7 separate regions of the Mus musculus genome follow, and regions 1, 2, 3, 4, 5 and 7 are each linked to region 6. A link is a contact called in public ChIA-PET, HiChIP or PLAC-seq and Micro-C data. All regions are on one chromosome and are shown on one strand. Each heading gives the region's core, a stretch centred on a gene start, on an enhancer-like site or on the middle of the called end of the contact. The rest is flanking DNA. Distances are from core to core; before and after follow the strand shown.

Region 1 (3,352 bases), core at 647-3,146, 290 kb after region 6:
GACCCTGCAGATTAGCCATATTCTGATTCACCAAGGTTGGGACAGCCCAGCCTGACACACAGAAATGAGGTCTCTCGGCTCGGCTCAGGCAGCAGCCAGGCAGGCGGGAAGGGCCTGTCCAGTTTGGCTCCTCAGCCCAGCTCTAGGGTTGGTGAAGAGAGGACACAGACAGCGGCACACGCTGGCCACTTACTATTCTTGGCACTCAACACCAAGCCAGGATCCTCACAGCGGTTGCATCTGTGAAATACATCAAGTGTCAGTGTGTGTCACCTCAGAAGGGACGGGCAGATCAGTTCATCTTTTATGAACCATCTCACTAAAGCTACCAAGAGTCTGGGCCTCAGAAGGTTCTAAGACTGCAAGGCCCACTTTCTCTCCCTGCAGGGTAGCAGAGCCATATCTGCCACGTGCTGCAGTCAGGCGTCACTCTGTCCACTTTCTGCTTAGCTAATTTGTGCTGGAGCCGGCGTGGTGGTGCACCCTCGTTTTTTCATCCCAGCATTTCGGCGGAGGCAGGTGGACCTGTGAGTTTGAGGCTAGCCTGGTCTATATACACTGAGTTTCAGGCCAACCAGGGCTTCTTAAAACAAAATCAGAAACCAAACAAAAACATTGTGTTGGGATGCGGGAGGATAAGCCAAGGGCCACCAAAGTGTTCTTGCCAAGGGAGTTACCAGCTCTCCCAATGCCAGAGGAAGGGTCTCCTTGGTAAGAACTCTCACTGCACCGATAAAGGACCAGACCCTTCCCCAGGTGGGCGGGGCTCCGCGGAGCCGCAGTGCAGCACGATGAAGCCTGTGCCTGGGACGGGAAGCTGCTCTGGAAGCGAGCGCCAAGTCCCCCAGGTGCCACCGCCAGTCACTTGTCCCGGCAAAGCTCCCAGTGTCCACATAGATGCGGAGCCAGGTCAGGATTTTTCGAATGTAAAATGGCCTCGTGCTTCGCGGAGAAGCTGCCCAGGGTGGGTTCTCTGCCGCCCCCTGGCGAGCAGCGCTGGTCCTGGTCGTGGGCACCGCGACTAGCAGCGGCCGGTGCCCACGCTAACTGTGCATCTAGTGGGTACGCAACCGGCTGGGATGCCACCGGGGCACAACCTTGTATTCAGGCTGATAGCACCCGGAGGCAGGGCTTCTACCCAGCAAACCGGTTAGAGGAATCAGGTACTGAGAATAGAGTACTTTAGCTCAAGGCTCAGAGGAGCACAAAGAGCTAGAAAGCTTTTCAGGGACAGCACCCACCACCTCCTGGTGGCTTCTGGAAGGGGAGGAAGCCTACGAAAGAAACCAGAAAAACTGCAGGAGACTTGGAAAGTTAGGGCGAGGAGAGGCGGTGCTCAGAAGGCACTGATATATAATCGCGCTCCAAGGCAGTTAGTTGGGAAATTTTAAGTTCGAGGCTACGACAATGATCTTTTTGGTAAATAGGGTGAGGCCACTTTGGCCAGGGCACTCAAGAGTACATATACAGAGCAAGGCCTGGCCTTCAGCTCCCATCTCTTTATCCTGGGGTGGGGAGCCAACCTGAGCACAGCAGTCACCCTGGGGCAGCACCTCCAGAGGATGCACTGGAGGCCAAACTCTGGCCTTGAGGGAGACAGGTCCACTTGGAATTAGGACGGGGTACCACGGGTGTAGGACCTTCTCCACTAAAGCTTCGCAGGATGAGGATCCTCCCTCCCTCCCTGCCTTCCACAGCCCAGTGTGGCAAGAGGGGCCTAGGGCTGCGGGGGAGAGAACCACTCCAAACCGGAATGATCTGGTTTAAGGCAAGCTGATTCTCCCTCCGCTCTCCCCCGCCCTCCCTTCTCCTCCTGCGACAGGCTGCTTTTTGTCGCAGTCCCCTGACCAAGGTAAACAGGAGGGAGGAAAGAAAGCTCTGTTTCCATGGCAACCTAGAGGGCGGTCGATTTGGCTCTCTCGGAAGTGCTTGTATGAAGGGGAAAAGAGGCCTCACTGGAAAAGCAACAGGGAGGAAAGATCCTAGCCGCGTTCCTGATGGGGGTTATTCTGGAAGGTGATGTGGGCCTGGAGTAGGAGAGGTGAGGGGCCTGGCACCCTCAAGTGAGGTGGCAGATGGAGCCCGGGACCTGGATACTCCAGGGGCTGGATTCACACCAGAAATGCCACCATCAACCTGGGAAGTATCAAACAGGTGCCAGAGCTCTCCGGGCACATGCTTAAACCCTCACGCCTTGCTAGCCCAGTCCAGAAAAGCTTCCATGGCCGCTCGCTCTGCTAAGCCACGGGGATAAGCCCGGCTCAGTCACCAGGATGAGACTCAGGGCCAAAGACAGGTTCTGTCTGAAAGACTCCCCACCCAGTTCTTGGAGAGTGAGCTAAGAGAGCGCTCCTCCCCTGAGAGTAAGGCTCCAGCATCCTTTCTCCTCCAGACTGGCCCAGCTCCTGTGTGGCACCATGAGAAGAACAGAGTAACCCCAGCATGGGTTGATGGGTGTGGGTCACCATCTCCTGAAGGAGGAGGACTGTCCTGTCACTCTTCAGAGGTCAGCTGAAGTCCTCACTAACCAGATAATTACCACACACTGAGACTTTTCTGAGGAGCACCCTGAGAGGGCCAGTAGCCTCTCAGGGTTCCTATCAGCGTCCTCATAAACTCCTTCTGTCCCGGCTTGGGGAAGATAAGGCAGCTTGCCTTGTCTTTAGCTATCATCTGAATAGCCCGGCCAGGAGAAAAAAGACAGAAGCTATGGGTTGGTCTTCTTCTGACCCCAGGGACGCAGCAGTAGAGACAGGGACTATGTGGAATCTGTATGAGGTATCTTGGTTTCCTCAGGCCACACGGTGACTCCTGGCAGTGAGGCTTCCAAGATTTGGAAATCCCAGCTCCGGAGCCTTTCCCTGGAGCCAGTGGAAGCACCTGATCTGTCGGGGGGGGGGGGGCTGGGGGGGGGGGAGATACCTTTCAGACCAGAACAAGGCAACAGATGGACGCGTTTTCCTTGTAAGATGCCCAGAAAGGCCACATCTCAGCTCTTTCCATGGCGTGGGGATTCCAAAGCTACCTGACCTTGGTGTCTTGCCACGATGCTCCCTTTAGTCCAGCCATGGTGCCGCTCCTTGGATGATGAAGTGTGTTGTTGGGGGCCTTGGCACCAGTGGCTCGCTCTTCCTCCTGCGTTTCTGTGGGTCTGTCCTCCATCTCCGGTTCTCTATTCAAATATCATCTCAGTGAGGAAGAGTCAAAGCTAGGGTCCCACTAGGAAGACTCCAAGGCCTTTGCCCTGACCCTTCTACCGGCTCTGTCCCCTTCCCATCTCCCCCATGGTCATAGAGTTTACTGCCTGTTTGTTCCACCATCAGGAGGACAGGAGCTGACTCTATCTTGTTCA
Region 2 (3,498 bases), core at 697-3,196, 380 kb before region 6:
GGATACTGTCTCTGTGCCCTCTGGTTATTCTGGCTCAGGGTTTATCTATCTTGTTGATTTTCTCAAAGAACCATCTCCTGTTTTTGTTGATTCTTTGTATAGTTCTTTTTGTTTCTATTTGGTTGATTTCAGCTCTGAGTTTGATTATTTCCTGCCCTTTACTCCTTTTGGGTGTGTTTGCTTCTTTCTGTTGTAGAGTTTTCAGGTGTGCTGTCAAGCTGCTAGTGTAAGCTGTCTCCAGTTTCTGTTTGGAGGCATTTCATTCTTGATTCTCTTAGTGGTTCTTCATATGGTTTTACTTATCAGATCCATTAAACTATCCTGATGATCCTCTTCTGACCCTATTTATTATCTATAGGTAATATCTCCCAAATAAGAGGTCATATTCCAAGATACTGCTTAACCAATAACAATTTTCTTTCTTGTTCATATCACTGTACTATTATCAGTTGATTATATTAACTTGTAACTTTTTAAACTTTATTATGAGTATACGTGTTTGCCTATATATACAGCCATATATAACCTGCATGCCTGGTGCCTAGTGGAGCTCCAAAGAGGGCATTGGATACTCTAGAAGCAGAGTTACAAATGGTTGTGAGCCATCATGTGGATGCTAGGACTTTGAACTTAGGTGTCCTGGAACAGCAACCAGTTCTTTTAGGCACTGAGGTATTTCTCTAGCCCAGCTTTTTAAGTTGATCTCTCGTGCTGAAGTTGATATTGAGCTCTTCATTTTCAGCCTATTTCTACTTGTGCATATGTGATTTTTTTTTTTTTTTTTTACTGTTCCATGCTATCACTTAACCTTTATTGATAGCCTTATAATCATTAGCAAAATTCTTCAAGGTTGTGGTAAACATCTAAAGTGAGTTCAAATTCTATAGCAACATTAGATACTCCTATCCAAATTGAGATTAAATCGTTGATTATTAATCTGAGAATGATATTTTAATTTTAATTAGTAGTGAACTTAAGAACTGACTAGCATAACAATCGTTATTTAGATTTGATATTTCTGTTAAACTCTCTTAATCCATGTTAAAGACCATAGTCTTCTTTTTCCTTTGGAATTAGAAATTTAAGTTGAATGCTCTTATTTTCAGTTCTGTTACTACTTTTCTTTGAAGTTCTCATTGCTTGAGGGTGTAATTGTCTGGATTCAGAGACCTGCACTTACTATAAGCTATTCCCTGCTCCTCCTGCTCTTTCATTGACCACCCCCGCCCCCATTCATGGTCTACTTTGCTCTTAGCCATGTATATTCTATTTTATTCTAGAGTTTAAAGTTTGTTTGTTTGTTTGTTTGTTTGTTTAAATGCTCTCCTCTTCTTCATACAGAATCTCATTATGTTGCCCAAGCTGAGGATCCTTCTGTGTCACCCTTCCCAGTGCTCTCATTATAGAGATGTGCCATAATTATTCTCAGAAAATAAAGATAGAAGCAAATCAAGAGTTACTTAAATAGGTTAAATTTTCTATAATTTTTTTTAACATGATAGAGTCATATCTTATATTTTTGTATATACCCTTGCTGGAAAAAATACAATTAGTGTTTTTATAAGTGGTATAATTTTCTTTTATCTTTTTTCTTTCTTTTCTCATTCTTTCTTTTGGGGGGGTGAGGTGGGGGATAAGGTCTCTATCCTGACTGGCTTTGATCTCACAGAGATCTGTTTGTCCCTGCCTCTCCAGGGCTAAGATTAAAGGCATGTACCACCATGCCTAGCTCAATAAGTGGTATAATTTTCATATTAATTTATTTATTGCATTGGTAGATATTTGGACATCAGAGATGAGCAAGGTATATTCTGTTCTCAAGGAGGTCAGATTTATAGTTGGAGAGATAATATTAAGTATTCACTAGAGCAAGATAGGGCCTAGTAGAGGATCTCAGGCCTTCTGTGGTGAGGTTGAGGGAAGAATAGGTAGGCAGTTAGGAGTCATTGTGTAGGCTTACATAATCCTCTTCAGAAGAATTCTGTTCAAAGTTTCTTGGGCTGGTCATGGACACACCTGCAGTGCCAGCACTTGAAAGGCAGAGGCAGGTGAATACAGTTAAGTCTTAGGGTGGATTGGAAAGGCAGGAATAACAGTTGTAGGAAATCTGATTAAAACCAAATGAGCTTGTCATCTTATGATGTACCATATAAATAATTTTTGTCTTTGTTATGTTGTGGTCACAAGCAGCTCCCAGATGTCAGTAGTTATTAAACATGGTTTGTTTTTTGCATATGCTGATGTCTTTAGTGTAGTTTTGTTCCAGGATTCAGGCTGGAGATAAGTCTATGATTTGAGGCTTTCTTATTGTGCCAGAAGGAAATGAGGCATGGTAGAATCTACACAGTGTTTCTCTGAAAGCTGTTCAGAAGTGAGCTATGCATTTCCTCCCCTCTTTCCTTTCTTCTTCCTCTCCCTCTCTTCTTTCACTTTCCTTTATCTGATTATTTTTTGAGACGGGGGCCTTGTTACAAAGGTTTGGCTCCTTATATAACCCAGGATGGGCTTGAACTTTTTTTGTTTTTTTTTTTTGTTTTTGTTTTTTTGAGACAGGGTTTCTCTGTGTAGCCCTGACTGTCCTGGAACTCACACTGTAGACCAGGCTGGCCTCGAACTCAGCAATCTGCCTGTCTCTGCCTCCCAAGTGCTGGGATTAAAGGTGTGCGCCACCACGCCTGGCTCTTTTTTTTTTTTTTTAAAGATTTATTTTATTTTACTTGTACACAATAGCTGTCTTCAGACACACCAGTCTTTGTTCATTGTGAATAGGAATAAGAAAGGGAAAACAGAAAGAAATACTCAGAAATCTACAGTTGTCTACCATTTGAGTGGGTGGTGAGTTGATCAATACAGGAGGTATCAATAATAGAAGATAGCTTAATTTAATTATGTTGAACTTGAGGTGTTTGTGGGACATCTAAATAGAGGGGACTAGTAAGGAAACTGGATAAGCTGGCATAAAGTTCACAGGATATAGAAAGTATTAATAAAATGCTCGAGTAGTAGGACTGGGAATTACAGCCCCAAACAGAGGTACCTTTGCTTCTTGAGTGCTGGGATTAAAGGCATGGACCACTGTGTCTGGCTGTGTATTCTATATTTTTAAAGTTTATGGTGTTTATACCTATCTTACCTGATAATTTTATTTGGTTCTTAATTTATATTTATGTCTTTTTTTCATTTAATACACACATATAGCACATATCAACAAAATACAGTATTTAGTTTTTGAAATGAACATTAAAAGGTATTTTTGTTTATATTTGTTGTTCATTGTTGTATGACATGGCTTGTGTGTACCGCTTCCTGCCTGTGGAGGTCAGGGGACAACTTTTTGAGAGTTACTTCCTTTCCATTGTAGATTCTGGAAATTGAACTTTAGTCACTGGGTTTGTGTCAAGCCTTTTTCACTGCTGAGCCATCTTGCTGTCTCCCCCGAGTTAATTTCACTTCCCATTTTCCCTCTTTGTTTCTGCAGGGAACCCACGGTCTAGGCGA
Region 3 (3,298 bases), core at 2-2,501, 460 kb before region 6:
TCCATGCTGTATGTAGCATGTGTCAGAATTTCCCTTTTTTAAGGCTAAATAGTACTCGGTGTGACTGCCTCCTCGTTCTGTTTATCCATGGGTGGACACCTCAGTCACTTTCACGTTTGGTGTTCTAGTTTAGGCTGCTGTGACTCAGTTACATTTTGAATGACGGCATCTTCAACAGCAGTGCTGCATCTCTGTTCTTCTGACTCAGCAGCCCTCAGCTTTGAGACCCAGTTTGCTTCCGTGGAGTAATTGTGAGCTCCTGATACTGAAGATTTTTCTTCTTGTGATTTTTTTTTTGTTAGTTTTTGTTTTTGTTTTTCAAGACAGGGTTTCTCTGTATAGCCCTGGCTGTCCTGGAACTCACTCTGTAGACCAGGCTGGCCTCGAACTCAGAAATCCGCCTGCCTCTGCCTCCCAAGTGCTGGAATTAAAGGCGTGTGCCACCATGCCAGGCTTGTGATTTTTTTCTTATGTCAAGGTTTTGGGTTTGGATATTTTAAAAATATTTTTTCCCTTGGCAGTGCTGGAGTGAATCCAGGGGTCAAACACTTTAAGCATATGTTCTGTTGCTGAACACCCCTGGTCCAAGCCAGTAATCTTGAATATCTCCTTTTCCAGACTGTTTTATAGGTTATAAATTCAGAACCTTCTCTCAAGAGGTAAAATCTGAATTCTCAACCTCTCTCTCTCTCTCTCTCTCTCTCTCTCTCTCTCTCTCTCTCTCTCTCTGTGTGTGTGTGTGTGTGTGTGTGTGTGTGTGTGTGTGTGTGTGCATGCGCGTGTGCACAAGCCAGCTGGAGTATAAAGCACTAAGTTATAATGAGATAAAGAAGGAATTAAGAGAATTTCTTTTTTTTTTTCCATTTTTATTAGGTATTTAGCTCATTTACATTTCCAATGCTATACCAAAAGTCCCCCATAGCCACCCACCCCCAGAGAATTTCTTTAGTGAAAGAACGGAGGAGCTTGGGGCCCTCATGTGCTTGGCAGTACCTTGAAGTTACAATGGAAGCTCAGCTTGGTGAGTCCCCTGGCCGCCTCAGTGTGGGGGATCAGTGATTCCTAACCTTTCTGGTGGGCTGTGTTGCAGTTCAGCTGCTGTGGAGGGATCTCCTACAGAGACTGGTCTCAGAATATGTACTTCAACTGCTCGGAGGACAACCCTAGCCGGGAGCGCTGCTCTGTGCCTTATTCCTGTTGCTTGCCCACCCCCAACCAGGTGAGCAAACACCGCCTGTCATTTCCTCACGAGTAAGCTCCAAGTTACTTCCTGGGCAGAAAAGCTGTTATGGTGACACTCCTTCCCGAGCTTAACCAGGTGGCTCTGCAGGTTTGTCTTCACCCTACTGCGATGGTCGCTTCAGCCTTTTACTCTGAGCCCACATGGGACAGAGATAAGGGGAGGGTTGGGCCAAGAGAGCTCAAAGGAAAGGAGTTTTGTATTTAGCCAGTTTTACTCCAGTGTTCTCTACAGACATTCACTAACAACTTAGGGGGGTTGGGAAAGTTGGCAGGTTTGTCAGCCAGTGTTTCTTGGTGTGGGAGTACCATTTGGCTTCTCAACATTTTCCTCAGGCAGTGATCAACACGATGTGTGGCCAAGGTATGCAGGCTCTGGACTACTTGGAAGCTAGTAAGGTCATCTACACCAATGGCTGTATTGACAAGTTGGTCAACTGGATACACAGCAACCTGTTCCTGCTTGGTGGTGTGGCACTAGGCCTGGCCATCCCCCAGGTAACTTACCCTGCCCAACTGGTAGGTCTCACACTCTGCAAAGGTTGTCATTTGTGGAGACATCCAGGGGTCAGTGGGGTACTGACATAGCAGAGGGACCAGAGAGGGATGTGCTTGCTGCGTTGGAAGGACTGAGCCTGGGATAGCAGGACAGTCCCCCCCTGATTCCTTTCTGCCCTTTGCAGCTGGTGGGAATCCTGCTATCCCAGGTCCTCGTGAATCAAATAAAAGATCAGATCAAGCTACAGCTCTACAACCAACAGCACCGAGCTGACCCGTGGTACTGAGAATCCTTCCTGCGCCTCCTTACCATGGCGACGAGCATCTCACGGACCAGCAGCAGAGGGTGCTGAGAGCACCCAGTGCAGATTTGGATTCCAGCCCCCAAATGAGGGCCCAGTGGAAAGAAGCAAGCTCCAGAAGGCAGGACACAGATGGCTCAGGTCTCCGAAAGATGTGCCTCATCTCCCCATCCTAGCCTCAGCATTGTCCGAGGTTTATTTCATGCTGTTTGTAACCTTGAACATTTGAGTTTGTGTTTTTAGTTTCCTCTGGGCAGAGGTGTGGAAACTGCAGCGGCACAGAAAGCTGTAGGATTACTAGCTGCATACTGAGGCACAACAGACAGCTCTGTTAGGGCTGCTGCTGAGCTAGGTGGACAGAGTCTGCTGCCAGGGAGTCCTGGCTGTGCACAGATACTGGCAGCCCTGCAGGAGTCCAGTTGGCACAATTCCACCTCCAGAGAGGCTGGGAGTGCAGCGGGCAGAGCAGCGGGAGCCTAGGGAACCTAGGGGTCGGATCGGGACCGCAGGGCACATGGGGGATAGGAGTGAAGGGGGTATGTTTACCAAATGCTTGCCTAGCCGCACTCCCAGGTAGTCAGAGTGAGCTATATCCTGCTCCTCCCTCGTCTCCATGGAAACAAGGCTGCAAGGGCAAGGGGTATAACAGCAGCCAAATTCATCCTCACCCGCTCTGTAAAATGTTTGGAACCGTGGTCCCTAAATTCTGCGTGCCGGACTAAGCCATACATGCCCTTGAATTCCTCTCTGTCTGGCCTTCCCGCCCCAGCAAGTGGGGTTTTCTTTAACTTGGCAGAGGAGTGGCACCACCACCCACCCGCATCCCCTGCACCAGAACTCAGTGTTTCTACAGTGTAAGAATCGGGAATCTGGCAGAAATGGCAATAAAAGTTTGTTGACATGGGCTAAGCTGTCCTACATCAATTTTCCATTCGGGCAACTAGAAGAAACGTAGAAGGGACCAACCAAACTGTGGGCCTGCCTTCTGGAAGAGACTTGAGACCCCTGAGGTGCACAAAGCCTCCAGTTCCCTCGCATGACCCACCTACATTAGGGTCGAACCCCCGGGTCTAAATTAGGTAGAATGATTCAAGGTACAGATCTGTAGGAATGGTGTTACCTTATCCAAAAATCCCAACCTTAATTTGTTGTTTGTTTGCTTGCTTGCTTTTTTCCCATTACAGTGGGTTGAAATCCATTTAGGATGGGGCAGGGAACTAGAGGATAGCACTCTACGTCAGAGTGAAGGGGCACCAAGA
Region 4 (3,840 bases), core at 821-3,320, 440 kb before region 6:
GTGTGTGTGTGTGTGTGTGTGTGTGTGTGTGTGTGTGTGTGTGTGTATACACATGTAATCTATGAGGATACAAAGAGTGTAAGAAGATAAGGTTCCTGTACTGGAGAAATTTTCACTGCTTTGCAAGACATTGTGGATGTTGATACAAAGAGTATTGATACAAAGAGTATTGATACAAAGAGTATGAGGATAAGGTCCTTGTACTGGAGGATAAAATTAGCTACTTTTCATGACATTGTGAATGTTTCTTGAGAGCAAGTCTTGCCAGCACAGAAAAATAAAAACTCTCAAATTCTACAAGGATACCACCACTTGAGTACATGCTAGGATTTTAGGAAGGCTTCTGATGATAGGGTTTTTGTTTTTGTTTTTGTTTTTTGTTTTTTGTTTTTTTTGAGACAGGGTTTCTCTGTGTAGCCCTAGCTGTCCTGGAACTCACTTTGTAGACCAGGCTGGCCTCGAACTCAGAAGTCCGCCTGCTTCTGCCTCCCAAGGCATGCACCACCACGCCAGGCTCTGTTGAAAGTTTTAATTGTCAACTTGATACAATCTAGAATCCTCCGGGAAGAGAATCTCCATGCAGGATCTCTAGATGAAGCCAGCCTGTTGGTGTGTCTGTGGGTGGTTGTCTTGATTACACTAAGTGATATAGGCAGGTCTGCCTGTGATGGGCAGCACCATTCCCAAGACAGGGGATCCGGGACTGTGTTAAGTACAGAGAAGGTGCTGAGTACCAGTAAGCATGCATGTATTCATTTCTCTCTGCTCTTGATTGTGGATGCAACCAGCTAAGGTCCCTGTCTAAGGTTTTCCACAATGATGGACTATGACCTAGAATTGTGAGTCCAGAATACATCCTTTTAGCCTTATAGTTGCTATGTCAGGATATTTTATCACACCAACAAGAATAAAATTAAAACACAAAATGAGCCCCCAAATTGAATTAGATTCCTCACATAGTTCTGGAGACTTGGGTACCAATTAAGCATGTATCTGAAGTGTAGGAGTCAATTTGCTCTTAAACAACAGAGATAACAGAAACGATCTATATCTGGCTGACTGTGAGCTATTCTTACAGAAACAAGAAATGAAAAGCTATGCTATTGAGTTGTCCGTCAACAAGGAAAAGTTACTCAAGGTTCATTCAGTCCAGTCTCCTAGCCGTTGAGGGAGACTTGCTTAGGGGAGCTGTGACTTAAAGAAGCTGCAAGAAAGAAAGAACTGACGGAAGGAAGGAAGGAAGGAAGGAAGGAAGGAAGAAAGAAAGAAAGAAAGAAAGAAAGAAAGAAAGAAAGAAAGAAAGAGAGAAAGAAAGAAGAACTGAGTGGAGAAGGGAACGACAGAAACTTCATGAGGCAGCTGGGCCACAGGTATTCATCCAAGATGGACTAGTTTCCTGCGGACAAACCCGAAGGTGCATCAGGGACAGTTGATGGAAATCACAGTCCATCCAGCCCTGACATACCTGAGCGATAAAGGCTTGGTGTTGACATGTTCTCAGGATAGACATCTGTCCCCACAGGTAACAGCAGCTACTCTGAGTGACTCCGAGGTTATTTCCCCATATATATCTCGAGCAGGAAGAATTTAAAGAAGCAAAACCCCCAAACTCCGGTTCTTCTCCACCAGGGTTCTAGGTAAAGTTGAGAAAGATCTAACTAACAAAAAGCAAGAAAAGATTGGTAGGGCTGGGGAATTGGGCAGGAATGGAGTGAAAACTCTTGCCTGCTTTAGGCATCCCCCTGCCACCCTAAACTGAGAGAAATGTCCTCTCCTAAAAGTCACGTCAAACAACCTTAGGACCAACTAAAGATTCAGTCAAGTGCCTCTGGGACACAACTTGCACGCATCCCCCCCCCCCCCCCCCCCCGCGAGGGTCTTCTGTAGGGTGAAGGTTCCCGAATACCCCCACCCCAGCCCCTTCGGGCATTTAGGCCGCCAAAGCTGGGGCTCCTCCTCTCCAGCGTCTGACTCTCCCCTTGCTTTTCTTCGCTCGGGCCCTCCCCCAGCCTCCGCGGATGGGGGGGCCGGGCTTGGCTCCGCGAGGCCCGTGCATTCCAGAGAGCAGGGCCAGCTAGAGCAACAAAGGAGCCCGGTAGTCGGCAGGGAGAGCTCAGGGGGCTGCGGCGCGCTCGCGCGGAGGTGGCTGCTGGGCCGCGGGCTGGCGTGGGGGCGGAGCCGGGGACCCACTCCCGCACCCCCCCCCCCCCCCCGGCCGGCGCCTGGCCTCCATCGAGGGGCTGGGAGTCGGTTTTAATGGTGGGAGAGGGAATGGGGCTGGAGATCGGGGCCCCGGAGGGTTCCCAGGGTTGAAGACAGCTTCGATCTCCAGGCCAGGGAGTCCGGGGTCTGTGCATCCTGGCCCGGGCCTGCGCTGCTCAACATGGGGCCCGGGTTCCAAAGTTTGCAAAGTTGGGAGTCGAGGGGCCCGGACGCGCGCGGCGCCTGGCGAAAGCTGGCCCCAGACTTTCGGGGCGCACCGGTCGCCTAAGTAGCCTCCGCGGCCCCCGGGGTCGTGTGTGTGGCCAGGGGACTCCGGGGAGCTCCGGGGCGCCTCAGCTTTTGCTGAGTTGGCTGTTTGGCCATGGCCGCTGGCCGCCCCGTGCGTGGGCCCGAGCTGGCGCCCCGGAGGCTGCTGCAGTTGCTGCTGCTGGTACTGCTGGGGGGCCCGGGCCGGGGGGCGGCCTTGAGCGGGAACGTGACCGGGCCTGGGCCTCACAGCGCCAGCGGGAGCTCGAGGAGGGACGTGCCGGTGACCAGCCCTCCGCCGCCGCTGCTGAGCCACTGCGGCCGGGCCGCCCACTGCGAGCCTTTGCGCTACAACGTGTGCCTGGGCTCGGCGCTGCCCTACGGAGCCACCACCACGCTGCTGGCTGGGGACTCGGACTCGCAGGAGGAAGCGCACGGCAAGCTCGTGCTCTGGTCCGGTAAGCGCGCGGGAGTCGGGATTGCGACGCGGAGGTGATGGGACCGGCCACTGACGGAAAGAAAAGGCTCAGGCCTCAAACTGTTGGGCGGGCGCGGCTTGCACCCGGAATAGTTGGAGAAACGAGTCCGGAACTTTTGGGACAGGTTGCGTGCGGGAAGGAGACTCTGCGTGTTGGAGAAGGGGTCGGGGCAAGAGACCAGGGAAGCCAGTCGGTCACAAAGAGCCCGAGTAAGGATGGGGTTAGGGGGATGCAAGGAGGGAGAAGAGATGTATTCGTGAAGCAACAGTCCATGGGGATTCTGGGCAGTGTTCAGACCTTGAGGCAATCTGAGTTGTAGAGAAGAAAGAGAGGATGAAGGTGGAAGACATTTAAGGATTTGGAGGGAAGGGGCGAGGAAAACTTGTACATTCTGAGAAGGAAAAAAAAAATGCCTCCTTGTAGTAACTAAAAAGCCAAACGAACCACCTGGTAATCTTGATTTAGATCAGCCCAGGGAACCAATGATTTTTGTCTTGTTTTTACCCGTTTAAGTTTCCTTATCTGAAAAATGGAAGCTCTGATCCACTCGGGTTAAGAAGGAGGGAGACGATTTAAACAGTTGTTTGTGGCTCTGTGGAAATGTGAAGCCTCACGCCAGTGTATGCTGTGGAGGAACATTAAGTCTGGGGTGTTGAGAGCCTGTGGGCACCGTCCAGAGTGGCAGAAAGTCCTTTCCTTGGGGTAGGATTGTGACAGAGCCTGAAAACAGCAGACTACATCAAACAAGTCCTTCCTAGGCTATTTAGGATGGTTTATCTCTCTGCCTGTCACCCAGTTGGACTGAGAGCCTGTAGGGTGCTGGGGAGGGGACAGTCCTTGTCATTTTCCCATCCCTCTTCCCCACCCCGAACCCCCACTTCGGTGTGATGTA
Region 5 (3,690 bases), core at 692-3,191, 260 kb before region 6:
CAGGACATCTTCCCTCTTCTAGCCTCCATGGGCACCAGGAAGCATTTGCTGCACAGACAAAAGACTCATATGCATAAATAATATATTTTTTTAAAGAAATGGGGTTAAGATCTGTACAAAGTCTCATGTCTGTAGTTCCAGTACTCAGGAGGATGAAGGAGGGTTACCATGGCTAGGCTACATAGTTCTAGGCTATTCTGAGCTACAATGTGAAACCATGTCTAAAAAAGAATGGAATTATTCCTAAGAAAAGGAGAAATAATTCCATTGGTTGAGAAGAATACAGTACTAGAATTTGGGATCCCAGCAAAGTTGGTTTGATAGCAACATACCTAATACAGTTAGGAGGATCAAAAAAAAAAAAAAATGTAGAGAAGTAGGAGTCATCTTAAAGATCAGTAGCTGTGCTGGCTGGTTTTGTGCAAACCTGACACCAGAAAGAGTCATTTTGGAAGAGGGAATTTCCATTGAGGAAAAACACCCCAGCAGTCTGACCTGTGTGTGCGCAAGTTTATGGGGCATTTTCTTGGCTGATGGTTGATGTGGAAGGGCCTGGCTCACTGTAAGCAGTTGTATTAAAAAGCGAGGAGGGACAAGCCAGAAAGCACAGTTCCTGCTTCCCTAGGTAATGAGCTGTAGGCTATCAGATGAAACAAACCCTCTCTTACCCAAGTTACTTTTGGTCATGGATTTTTATCACAGCAATTGAAACGCCAAGACTGAAGTAAACCAAGTGAACGGAAGTTTCTTCTATAGAGCAGCATACTTACCACACTGAGACAAGACTTAATGTAATCCTTGGGTGTTCTCTGTGCTTCAGAATTTCCTCATCAATAAAAACTGGATTCGTAAAAAATAACCTGTCCGGAAGAGGTGTGGTACCAAGAAAACACATACAACGCTTGGCACAGTCCCAACTCAATGATCCTTTCACTGTCTTAAAGTCATGGGTTACCATAGCGATTTGGTCCCTCCCATTCCCTTCATCCATTGTCAAGCCAGACCTGCCAATATATTTAAATTGTATTCGGGAGAGAGCCGAATCCACAGCCTTCAACTACCCGGTTACCTTCTGGTTACTTTTAGCTCTTAGGGCGTAGGATTTTTTTTTCTTTTCAATTTAAATATTTATTTGTTTGTATATGGGAATCGGGGAGGACACCAGGAGCATGTGTGGAGGTCTGGTGTCAAAGGACAACTTTTGGCTGTTCATTCTCTCCTTCCACCAAGTGAGGACCCGGGGATCGAACTCAACATCTTAGACTTAGATTAGGATTGTTTTAGAAATGGGAAGGAAAGAGCAGCGGGTGAGGGTGGGAGCTTGCCATCTATTCGCACCAAAAAGAAGGCGCCCACACAGCTAGGGACAAATGACAGGGAGCAGCCCTCAGGGATTTCAGTTAGGTCCCTCCCCGCAACTCTCATTCTCTCCTCCAAGAGTTCTCTTCCGAAAGCTTCCTGAGAGGGTAAGTTTATGGTGTGGTGGCTCAGGTTATCCTGAAGGCCAAGCCCTTTCTGCGACAAAGCGGGATGTCACAGGCGTGCAGCAGCCTGGATGAGGGGGTCCGGGTCTAGTACCGCCGAAACGTAGGCACTTTGGACCAGGGATGGACTAGGGCTCTCAGGAAAAGGCTGCTATGTGGGACAGGAACAGCACTGAAAAGAGCATGCAGCACGGAGCTAAGCCGCCTTGCGCTCAGGGTTCAGAATTCGAATCGTGGAGCTGGACGTGGAGTCTACTAGTCCCAGGCTACCAGCAACTGAGCAGTAAAAATGCCGGGGGTCCATGGGGAAAATATTCCTTGAAAGAGCCCCCGCCTCTGGATGGCTGATTAGCCAATCGCATCTCGGGGCGGGGCCTCGGAGAGTAGTTACAGCCAATCGGAGTTCAGGGGGCGGGGCCTGGTCCCGGGCGCGCGCTGTGGCGGGGTCGCCCTGGGCAGAGATCTTGGAGCTACGGTAGGGAGCCGCTGAGGCGAACCGCTGAAGGGAACCTTCCCAGCATGGACGACCCCGCGGCACCGGGGCCCGCCGGCTCTCCTGCTAATGACAACGGCAACGGGAACGGCAATGGGAACGGGAACGGCAACGGCGGCAAAGGGAAGCCGGCCGTGCCCAAGGGCAGGGAAACGTTCCGCAACCAGCGGCGGGAGTCGGAGGTGAGGAACCCGGAGGTATCCGCCAGCGGGAAGCGGCGGCTGAGGTGGAGCGGCCCTCAGCCCGGTCCCTTCCCGCTGCGGGTCGCCCGCTTTCTTGCCTTGGCCTGCGGTTTTCCTAACCGGCGCGAAGAGCGTAACAGATACTTTCCAGATACTTGACAGCTGCCGCCCGGTGAAGCCGGAATTTGGATCCCGGTGTACCGATGGGGAACCAGCGCATAGAGGTGCAGGGACTGGACGGAGGGGCGGGAGCCCGAGCTCTGCCGCGGGAGGGGAGGGTGGGCTGGCGGGCAGCACGCCCTCCCTCTTCACACTGCAGCAACTGGCACTGGACTGGACCAGACCAGCCTGGAGCACCAGCCTTCCCCTTGCTATATCTCCTGCCCTCGGGTGATGGCGGTGGCTTAGGGAGCGCCTTCCGCGAACAGCTCGCCCCTTTTCTAGGAGGGTTGAAAGACAGGATTCAAGCTGGGATAGGACCAGGGCGACGTTTGAGAGTAGCAGTCCCAGGATGCAGCTAATGGGATGGCTATTTAAATATCTTCCACCTTTTCTTAGGAAAAAAACAAAACCAAAACCAAAAAAAACTAACTTGGGACATGGAAAGGAATGAATTATTATTATTCCCCTACATTTTATCTAGCCATATTCCATCTATCAACCAAGAGCAAAACTGCATACAAGCAGGGACTCAGGGGGAACGAAATGTATGTGGAAGGGGATGTGAAGGTCATCTGGTTTAGCCTTTATTTGATTCGATTTCATCTGGATTTAATTATTTGAGACAGCCCATGGCAACGTCTATTGACAACTTGCCCTGGCTGGGCTTGAACTCACTGTGTAACTGAGGAGAGCTTTGATCCTCCTGCCTCTGTTTTTCAGGTGTTAGGATTACAAAATATGCTACCACAGTGAGCCTAACCTTTCATTTTACTACGTAGAAGCCACGGAGTTGGGGGGATGTGGCTCAGTGATGGAGTGCTTGTGTAGCTTACACAAGACTCTAAATTGATCCCCAGCAGCAGAAAAGGGGTCTGGTCATCTAGAGACAAAAGGTAAAAGAGATAAAACCAACTCTCCTGAGATCAGACACTTGGCTGACAGTGAATGGCCAAAACCACCAAGTTTCAGTGTCTGTCTGGCCAATTGTCTGTCTGTCTGTTTCAGTACCTCCATTTATTATCTGTGTGGCTTTAGGCAAATTAACTAACCTAGTTTCTTTTGTAAAACAGTTACCACTGAATAACTCAGAAGGTTGAGATAATCGAACACAAAGCCTTTTAAACAGTTCATATAATTAATTGGTCAGTACTTATAACTGTCATCATTCTCGTTAAGGGGCAGAGGGAGTCCTAGTCTGTGGTGATTCATTTAAATAGTATTTCACAGTTTCCAAAGTGATCAATCTGTCTATTTGGTTATTTGTTGTACAGAGACCAACACTAGCATATACACTGCCATTAAGCTCTCACCCCCGTCTCCTAGTTCCTAAAAGGTAAATGGAGCAGGGGAAACTGCCCCCAAAGTCACC
Region 6 (3,794 bases), core at 1,210-3,709:
TGTAGGTCAAAACCCTGACCTTGAGATTAAAGGCTAAGAAATTCCTCTTCTGACTGTGGGAAAAGGTTGTGTCCCAGCCTGGTAGGTGTGAACAATTAGAGCATCAGAGTTGGTGTGTAAGGAGGACTGGCAGGGGCACAGGATGTCCTCCTGGGTGAGTGTGTATCCTACATCCTCTGCCAGGTCTCCCTCCCCTAGCCCTACTCCCCTTAGGCATGTCTTGTCTCTTTGAAGAATCATCCCTCCCTTGGCCAGGTATTGGGGTCGGGGGTCTTTCCCTGGGCTCTTGCTCTGTAGTCAGACCTATATGTGCCTCTTCCCCCTGCCCCCCCCCCCCAGCCTACCATTCTCAGTACCAGAGCTCCCTAGAGGTGAGTGGTTCGGGTGGAGTCTTTAGGGATCTTTTGCTAACATTCAGCAACTGTCACCATCAACCCCTACACATCGAATCTAGAGTCTCTGTTGCGAATCTTCCCACCAGCGATTGGCCCAGCACGGATCACTTATATCTCCATCGAATGCTGCAAAGGCTGGGGCGGCTAGCCTCTCCACTAGCTCAGGGCGTGGCCCAGCCTCCTGGTTGGCTAGTGAAATCTTAGGAGCCCCTCAAGCTGCTTTTGATGCAGTCCAAGCTACCCAGGCATGCACCAAACTCGAGTGTGCTCAGCTGTGCACAGCACAAGCACGTTCCCAGGGCCACTGGACCCCGTTAATACTCCTAGTGGAAAATAAGAATAAACGAAATCCTCACAAGGGAGACTATTACAGTGAAATTGTTTCTTCTTTGTGTAATAATCTCCCACCCACTGACCCCCCTCACTGTTTGAAAGGGTGGCTAGAAGCCCTAAAGAAAACAAGTGGAGGATGAAAGGTGGGCTCGGTTTACTGGGTTTCTTAGAAGGCTTGATTGACCTCGGAACAGAAATCTAGAAACATGATGCCCAAGGTTTGTCTAGGCAGAGGGTGATGCAGGCTAGACTGACTGTGCACGGAGTCTCAGGGCGGACGTGTAACACAGGTACCTGGCTCAGTGTGAAAACTGGACTCTTAGTCCTCAGGAGGTTAGCCAGCAGGAAACCTAGAAGGCCCTGTCCTAACTATCTCTGACAGAGACGGCGCCCAATAGGGCACCCGCCCCCCATCTCTGTCCCTAATCTCCTAATCAGAATTGCATCCCTTGCGCTAGCAGATCTTTCTACTTAGTGTAGGGGTGCCAAGGATGAAGGAAGGGCTCAGCCTGTAGGGCTCCGCAGAACTGAGCGATCCCTGATGCCTGGGCTGCATCGCCACTGCCGGTAACTATTGGATACACCGACTAGTAAAACATCCGAGACATGTTCCGGGGGCAGGATTCTGGGGACCTGGGAGCAGCCCTTGCTAACCGAATTGGTTCGGACTCAGAACTGGTATCCGCTTGCTCCAGGCCGGAGGATACAGAAGGAAGGCAAGCTGAGTTCTTGGACCAGCTTTTCCCAGGGGACTGGGCGGGGCAGGCTCCGGGCCACGGAAGCGATAACCAACCTGCAGTGAAACCCTGAGAAGGGGCTGGAGAAACCAGCTCGACGCAGGAACGCTCCCCAGCCCGCGTCGCGGCCAGCCTCCCGGCCTTGCACTTCCTCCCAGGCCCAACAGGGCGGCGAAACTCCCGGGACCCCAGCCGAATTCCTCCGGGAGGCGACATTAGGGCGGGCAGCATCAGGCACCGAGCCAAACCCAACCTAGGCTCAAAATGCCCCCCGCTTTCTTCCCGCCCCGGGAACCGCACTGGATGCGGTGCACATGGTACTGAGGGCCCCGTCCCCTGGCACCTCGCCGGCATCCCCGCCAAAAGGCCAAGGAAGTCAGGAATTCACAGTGCCGCGTCATCCCCGAAGGCCACAGCCACGACGTGGCCTCTGCTTGCCCCTCCGGCCGCCCACAAAACTGGGTGCTAGAACTGTTGGCCCTCCGGCACCCGCTCCACCTTCTCCCTGGCCCAGCACTGGCTCCGCCCGGCCCCGCCCCGCACACTCACCTGCGCCGGCTCCGGGCTGGGCTCACCGCCGCCTCCCAGCTCTGCTCCGAGTCCACACCCGAGGAACTAGGCAAAAAAAGGGCCCTCGTTTGGAGCGGGCCCAATGGACAGAACTTGAGGCGTGCCCAGGTTGAGCCGAGAGCGGCGCCCCAAATCACCAGGACCTTGGCGGGAGGAGGTGGCGCCGGAGCGCGGAGCCCAGCGGGGGAACAAAGAGGAGCCGGGATGGGGCCGCGCGCTTCCTGGGTGTCGGGTGACAGGTCTGCAGGGGAAGGCCCCGGCCGAGCCACCTGAGGAGGAGCCTCTTCCACGCAGCAGGCGGGGTAGGGCTGAATGGTCACCGAGCCCCAGAGGCAGACGAAAGGGGTGCACCAGGTGTGACGATCGTGTTCAAGGAAGGAGGCTAGCAGGCTCCGGCGCCGAGACCCGGGGGCTCGACGGAGTGCAGAGATAATGACTCCGGGAGGGTTTTACCGCCCCCAGCGCCCCGCCCGCCCCCCGCGCCGCGCCATTGGCTCAGGTGCTGTGGGGCGGGGGAGGGACGGGAGGCGGACCGAAGATGATTCACCTTGAATGTTGCTCCGGTTGGTGCGCGTCGTAGGGCACGCCCGACCGGGACTGCGGATACGTCGCGAGCCCCGCCTGTTCGCCGAACCCAGCTGGGTTTGGCCCCTAAGGGGTCCCGCTGCCCACTCGCTGTTCTAGCCTCCTACCTTGGGCTGGGGTGCCGCCGGCCGAGGTGTGCCCCGATGCCCTACCATCCCACCTCCCTCTGAACCCCTTGCTAGCCAAGGTGTGTGTAGCACAGCAAACTTGGAAATCCGACTCTGGGCTGGGGGAGGGGAAGTGCGTTTGGAGGCCAGGAGTACTGTGGGACCACACTAGACGGTACTCTGCAGCCGGAGAACTGGCCACAGTCTGTTCTGCCTCGGTGGGAGCACCCTGGCCCGAAGGTAGAGAGTTGGAGTGGGCACCAGAGGCTCGCCACTCGTCCTAACCCACCTTTGCCTAGCCCTGAAGCCTCACAGGTGTCTGGCCGCCGCCGCCGCAGGGAACAAAGACCGCCTGTCCCGGAAGGGGGAGGGGAAGGGAAGCCACCCCCAGACCCCTTCCCATCTCCCTTCCTGCCCCTCCACTGCCGCAGTGGCTCCCCCGGGAGGGGGCGGGGCCATCTGGAACGAGGACGGGGATTAGATCCCTCGGAACCTTCTTAGCTAGGATGCCACCCCGGAGCCTCTGGGGAGGAGCAGAGTTAAGGTACACCCTAGCTGTCTCGTTTGAAGTGGCCTCTTCCTTCTCCCCAGCATCCTGAGACCAGAGAGTGCGCACATCCCCCTCCCCTGCTTTGAGCGCCCTCCCATTCCCTGCCGCGCCCGGCTGCCCCAGACGGCAACCACAGTTCAAAACCAGATTAAAATAAAACGTTAATCCGCCTTCCTCCCTTTTAGCTCCTAGTTCTCCCAATGAATCCGGGCAGGTCTGACCGCCTAGAAGCCTCTAAAACCGGGTGTGGGGGTGGGGTGGGGCTTAGCTGATGTTCCCACCAAACTAAAGGGCCCTTGCGCTGAGACTGAAAACCTTGAGCTCAAGCGAAGTAAATGGATTAGGGGAACCGAGCCCCTGGATTCCTCCCTCCCCTGCTGTCTGCCAGGGTCCGAGAATGACGCTGCAGATACGAACCCTTCTAGATACTCAGCTCCTGGGCAAGACCTGCTTCAGCCATGGATGTTACAGACAGATGGCTCCGGAGGCAAGACCCACCCCAAGGCAGGAAGGCCAG
Region 7 (3,513 bases), core at 658-3,157, 330 kb before region 6:
CTACCTTAAATCAGTCAGTGCTGTGGGGTCTAAAGGAAGTTAGTTGTTCATTTCTCAGATACTGACTTCTGGGCTTACACATGTGCATTGTCAGCGAGCAGTCTACTACAAAGCTACACTGCTACCCTAACCTAGATAACTCTGGTATTGAAAATGTTCTTATCTATGAGTGAGATGTAGGTGTAGTGACTTCTAAAATTTTATCAAGCTACAACCTTTTGATTTGTTTTTTGTTTTGTTTTGTTTTGTTTTGGTATTTGTCACATATGGTTTCTCTGTGTAGCCCTGGCTGTCTTGGACTCAGTTTGTAGACCAGGCTGACCTTGAACTTGTGAGATCTGCCTGCCTCTGCCTCCTGAGAGCTGAGATTAAACGTGTGTGCCAGTGTACTTTTTATGTAGATAAATTATGTTTCTAGAAAGTTTATTTAAAAGGAAAGACTATAGTAAAAACTATGCATTTGACATTTAATAACCACACACTTCAGTATTTTTACCTGCCACTTTCAGTGCCCAATCCCATAAGAATGCTGAATGTAAATTCTTTCTCATTCTGTTTTTTTTAGGGTTTCAGAAGTTTTAAGATAAACCTTGACTTTTCTTGGAGGCAGGTTTGAGGCGGACTGAACCCTGACCTAAGTATGTCTGAATTTGCTATGTCAGGAGAATTGTGGGTTTAAGTCCACACTCCACTCCCAGGTTAAAAGACGTAACAGGAAGGGAATACAGTAGCTGGGTGCTCAAGTGTACTGCAGTCTCTAACGGCTTAATTGCTTATCTGAGAGACCTGGTTGGATTAGTAAGTGGCAGGAGGGTACACAGCTGCCTCCCTGGTCACAGCTTGGTTATGCCTGTTTCTGTTTGCCTTGTCACTTCTTCCTCACACCTGTCTCCTTTCCTTCTCCTTCCCTCTGAGGTCCCTGTCCTAGAATCATCTTCTCTCAGCAGCTTGCATTCACTGTTTGTCTTGTAAGCGTTAACCACCTGAAATACAGGAATAAGACGCTAATCTCAGGGAGAGCTTAAACTCTAGTGTGGAAATAAGCAAATATGACCAACTGCCATATCCATATTAATGTGGACTATGACAGGGGTTATTTAGTAATTTGTGGACTTGAGTCTATGTTTAACCTTTTTATTTGTGTATGTGTATGGTATGTGAGTGCACACATATATATGCTTGCCATAGCATGTGTGGGGAGGTCAAAGAACAACTTTCCAAACTCAGTTCTTGCCTTCTATGTTTGTTTTGAGACAAGAATCCTCTTGTGTCTTGCTGCTGTACTGCTGCGACCAGGCGAGTGAGCTTCGGGCATGCTCCTTTATAATGCTCCTTGGGACTTCGTTTTGAGTAAAGTAAGGCAGTTTTGGAGCATTATAAAGAAGAAAGTGATTTGATGAGATTTAAAATAAAGAAGGTACTGACAGTCGTGTATATGTAAGTGAATTCAGCATCTCTGTGGGCCTCCACAGGTGGAATAATAGCAATAATAGTAAAGTTCATACCGCCCTAGGAGCATCCAGCTGTCCTTGCTCTTTTGAGTACTTTTTACCATTTTTATTTGTTTTAATACAAGGTTTCATATAGCCTAGCCATATTCTCCAGCCCTGCCTCCTGACTGTGGGATTACTGATGTGGGTCACTACGTCTGGTTCTGCTTTTTTGTTTTGTTTTCATTTATCATTTTGTTTGTTTGTTTGGGGTGTGTGAGTGTGTGTGTGTGTGTTTGTGTGTGTGTGTAAAATATGTGCAGTGGTACTTGTATGGAGGTCAGAGGACAGCTTCCCGGGGTGGGTCCTCTCCTTGCACCGTTTGGATATTTGGATTACAGACATTGAGCTGAGGTTGTGAGGCTTGGCAGGAAGCTCACTACCCAGTGAGTCATCGCCCCTGTGCCCTACTCTGCTGTTTACTTATTAACTTACTTGATCCTCTCAAAACTTCCCTTTAACAGAGGAGTAAATAGGCACAAGGAGACTAGGTAATTGTTCAAGTTACACAGTGAGTGGAGAGGCTTGGCCAGGCAGTCTAATGCTACTCTGCTATACCTGGTTAAGGCCAGTGTAGCTTCCTGGTACTGGGTTTATGTAAACATGCATATTAATCTTTATTTTAAAAATATAAGGCCTAGAACAATGGCTCAACAGTTAAGAGCACTTACTCCTTTAAGTACCCAGGTTTGGTTCCCACTACCAAGATGGCAGCTTACGCCATCTATAATTCTAGTTCTAGGGGATCTGCTGCCCTCCCTGGCTTCCCCGGGCACTGGACACATACAGTGCATGTACATATATACAAGCAAATACTCACACACATAAAACCTTTTTAAAAACCAACGTTATAAGAATAGTATTGTTATCATGTTTTAACAGATGAGGTAACAAAGGCTTTAAAAAGTATTTGGTTTGCCTGATGATAGCCCAGAAAGTGTTGGAGCTAACCTAAAGCCTGTTAAATCTTCACCAGTTTCAGAACATGAGGAAACTGAGAGGTGAGAGTCCTCCCATGAGTGAGGATGGGAGACGGGAGGGAGGGCTCAAGTCCTGCTATCATTGGCATTTCAAGCTTGAGGAGGCGTGGTAGCATCCTGTTCTGACAAGATGTTTGACACAAACAGCTTATAAAGGAGAAGGTCATTTTGTGTCATGGTTTCAGATTTTCATCCATGGTCATATGAGCACTTTGCTGGTCACCACAATCTGGTCACCAAGTCTTCGACACATCCAAACCATAACCAGGTATGGGACATCTGAGGCCTACCAATTCAAACCAACCTCATAACTAAGTAGATTGATCTTTGAACCCAGGTGGCTAGGAACTTTAGCCTTTAATAACCAATAGCTTCTGTGACTAAAGAATCATGACTGCATTTTCTTATGGCCTCAGAGACACTAAGTGGATCAGAAATACTGAATGTTGGGCTTGAATGTTTGGATCTTTTCATAGTCCACTTTTCCCCTCAGTTTGTCATGAGAGTCATCAGGTGATTTGCCCAAGACATAGGAAGTCACAGGAACAATCTTCGAGGATTTTCTAATTCATTGCCCTGTGCCTTGTGGCTCTAGGTTCCAAATGCTTGAAGCTTGTACACATAGTGACTTCTCTATGTGTGTGCTTTCTGACTTTGACCTCCAGAAGTCCTACCTTGATGCCTTTTCCACTGTGAGCATGTGCTTGCTCTGACTTTGGGTTATTTGGCATAGCCTCAGAGGTTGTGATTGTTCTGTGAAGTCACCACTGGTAGGAACACAGCTGGCATACAGGATGTTTAGCTGTTTTTGGAATTAAAGCAAGCTTCTTGAGTTGTGATATAGATGGCTTCTAGAGTTAGTCTAGTTTGTTGAGCTTGCTAGCCCCTCACCTAAATGCTGTTGTAGTATAGTCATGTGTGGAGTCTGCGTCACTCCTGCTCTGGCTGTGAATGGATCTTGTAGGATACATTATAACGAAGGGTAGTTATTGGGATCAAGTTTCTAACATATACCTGTCTCTTATGTCTTCCAAAGTTCATGT

What was found. A called contact is a pair of places that touch in the nucleus more often than the background predicts. ChIA-PET counts read pairs in DNA pulled down with a chosen protein or histone mark. HiChIP or PLAC-seq counts read pairs in DNA pulled down with a chosen protein or histone mark.
Region 1: a contact with region 6 is called in an RNA polymerase II ChIA-PET map of memory CD8 T cells, with 6 read pairs. The contact joins the promoter of 1700012C14Rik here to the promoter of Mirc35hg in region 6. A contact is called at or near these places in 2 of 115 datasets of contacts at active chromatin or transcription factors (memory CD8 T cells and pancreatic cancer cells).
Region 2: an RNA polymerase II ChIA-PET map of memory CD8 T cells shows a contact between it and region 6, with 9 read pairs. The contact joins the enhancer-like site here to the promoter of Mirc35hg in region 6. A contact is called at or near these places in 4 of 39 promoter capture datasets (the C10 cell line, cranial neural crest, hematopoietic stem and progenitor cells and 1 more), 1 of 15 datasets of contacts at CTCF or cohesin (the NIH/3T3 cell line) and 1 of 115 datasets of contacts at active chromatin or transcription factors (memory CD8 T cells).
Region 3: a contact with region 6 is called in an H3K27ac HiChIP or PLAC-seq map of epiblast stem cells, with 3 times the contacts expected there. The contact joins the enhancer-like site here to the promoter of Mirc35hg in region 6. A contact is called at or near these places in 2 of 39 promoter capture datasets (both in liver), 1 of 484 Hi-C or Micro-C datasets (bone marrow-derived macrophages), 4 of 115 datasets of contacts at active chromatin or transcription factors (T-cell acute lymphoblastic leukemia, craniofacial prominence, epiblast stem cells and 1 more) and 1 of 9 other capture datasets (embryonic stem cells).
Region 4: a contact with region 6 is called in a Micro-C map of embryonic stem cells, with 5 times the contacts expected there. The contact joins the promoter of Smo here to the promoter of Mirc35hg in region 6. A contact is called at or near these places in 2 of 39 promoter capture datasets (both in liver), 2 of 484 Hi-C or Micro-C datasets (bone marrow-derived macrophages and embryonic stem cells), 6 of 115 datasets of contacts at active chromatin or transcription factors (craniofacial prominence, embryonic basal ganglia, epiblast stem cells and 3 more) and 1 of 9 other capture datasets (adipose tissue).
Region 5: a contact with region 6 is called in a Micro-C map of embryonic stem cells, with 2.3 times the contacts expected there. The contact joins the promoter of Strip2 here to the promoter of Mirc35hg in region 6. A contact is called at or near these places in 17 of 39 promoter capture datasets (the 3T3-L1 cell line, the C10 cell line, the HPC-7 cell line and 13 more), 2 of 484 Hi-C or Micro-C datasets (both in embryonic stem cells), 9 of 115 datasets of contacts at active chromatin or transcription factors (craniofacial prominence, embryonic midbrain, embryonic stem cells and 4 more) and 1 of 9 other capture datasets (embryonic stem cells).
Region 7: a contact with region 6 is called in an HNF4G HiChIP or PLAC-seq map of pancreatic cancer cells. The contact joins the enhancer-like site here to the promoter of Mirc35hg in region 6. A contact is called at or near these places in 2 of 39 promoter capture datasets (cranial neural crest and liver), 2 of 15 datasets of contacts at CTCF or cohesin (the NIH/3T3 cell line and large pre-B cells), 4 of 484 Hi-C or Micro-C datasets (the HPC-7 cell line, the MC38 cell line, bone marrow-derived macrophages and 1 more), 16 of 115 datasets of contacts at active chromatin or transcription factors (craniofacial prominence, embryonic basal ganglia, embryonic forebrain and 10 more) and 2 of 9 other capture datasets (adipose tissue and macrophages).

Annotation. Positions count from the first base shown.
Region 1 is chr6:30,459,089-30,462,440 of GRCm38.p6, forward strand. It overlaps 1700012C14Rik (RIKEN cDNA 1700012C14 gene), which reads left to right and starts at 1,897. Exons shown (of 2, transcript NR_131049.1): 1 at 1,897-2,041.
Region 2 is chr6:29,791,350-29,794,847 of GRCm38.p6, forward strand. The region is part of intron 1 of Ahcyl2 (S-adenosylhomocysteine hydrolase-like 2); the gene reads left to right. Among named protein-coding and RNA genes, the nearest start is that of Ahcyl2, 25 kb to the left of the region's middle. Within about 2 kb of position 1,947, at least 41 of the 459 cell types and tissues checked have an H3K27ac peak or open chromatin away from gene starts, as enhancers often do. A contact at or near this core is called in memory CD8 T cells, where this site is marked.
Region 3 is chr6:29,715,615-29,718,912 of GRCm38.p6, forward strand. Tspan33 (tetraspanin 33) reads left to right here. Exons shown (of 8, transcript NM_146173.3): 6 at 1,091-1,219; 7 at 1,576-1,737; 8 at 1,923-2,944. The coding sequence ends at 2,024. Among named protein-coding and RNA genes, the nearest start is that of Smo, 18 kb to the right of the region's middle. Within about 2 kb of position 1,252, at least 23 of the 459 cell types and tissues checked have an H3K27ac peak or open chromatin away from gene starts, as enhancers often do. A contact at or near this core is called in T-cell acute lymphoblastic leukemia and epiblast stem cells, where this site is marked.
Region 4 is chr6:29,733,427-29,737,266 of GRCm38.p6, forward strand. It overlaps Smo (smoothened, frizzled class receptor), which reads left to right and starts at 2,071. Exons shown (of 12, transcript NM_176996.4): 1 at 2,071-2,927. The coding sequence starts at 2,585.
Region 5 is chr6:29,915,072-29,918,761 of GRCm38.p6, forward strand. Strip2 (striatin interacting protein 2) reads left to right here and starts at 1,942. Exons shown (of 21, transcript NM_177204.3): 1 at 1,942-2,159. The coding sequence starts at 2,004.
Region 6 is chr6:30,171,666-30,175,459 of GRCm38.p6, forward strand. It overlaps Mirc35hg (microRNA cluster 35, host gene), which reads right to left and starts at 2,460. Exons shown (of 2, transcript NR_126540.1): 1 at 2,015-2,460.
Region 7 is chr6:29,847,119-29,850,631 of GRCm38.p6, forward strand. The region is part of intron 1 of Ahcyl2 (S-adenosylhomocysteine hydrolase-like 2); the gene reads left to right. Among named protein-coding and RNA genes, the nearest start is that of Strip2, 68 kb to the right of the region's middle. Within about 2 kb of position 1,908, at least 82 of the 459 cell types and tissues checked have an H3K27ac peak or open chromatin away from gene starts, as enhancers often do. A contact at or near this core is called in the MC38 cell line, the NIH/3T3 cell line, adipose tissue and 5 more, where this site is marked.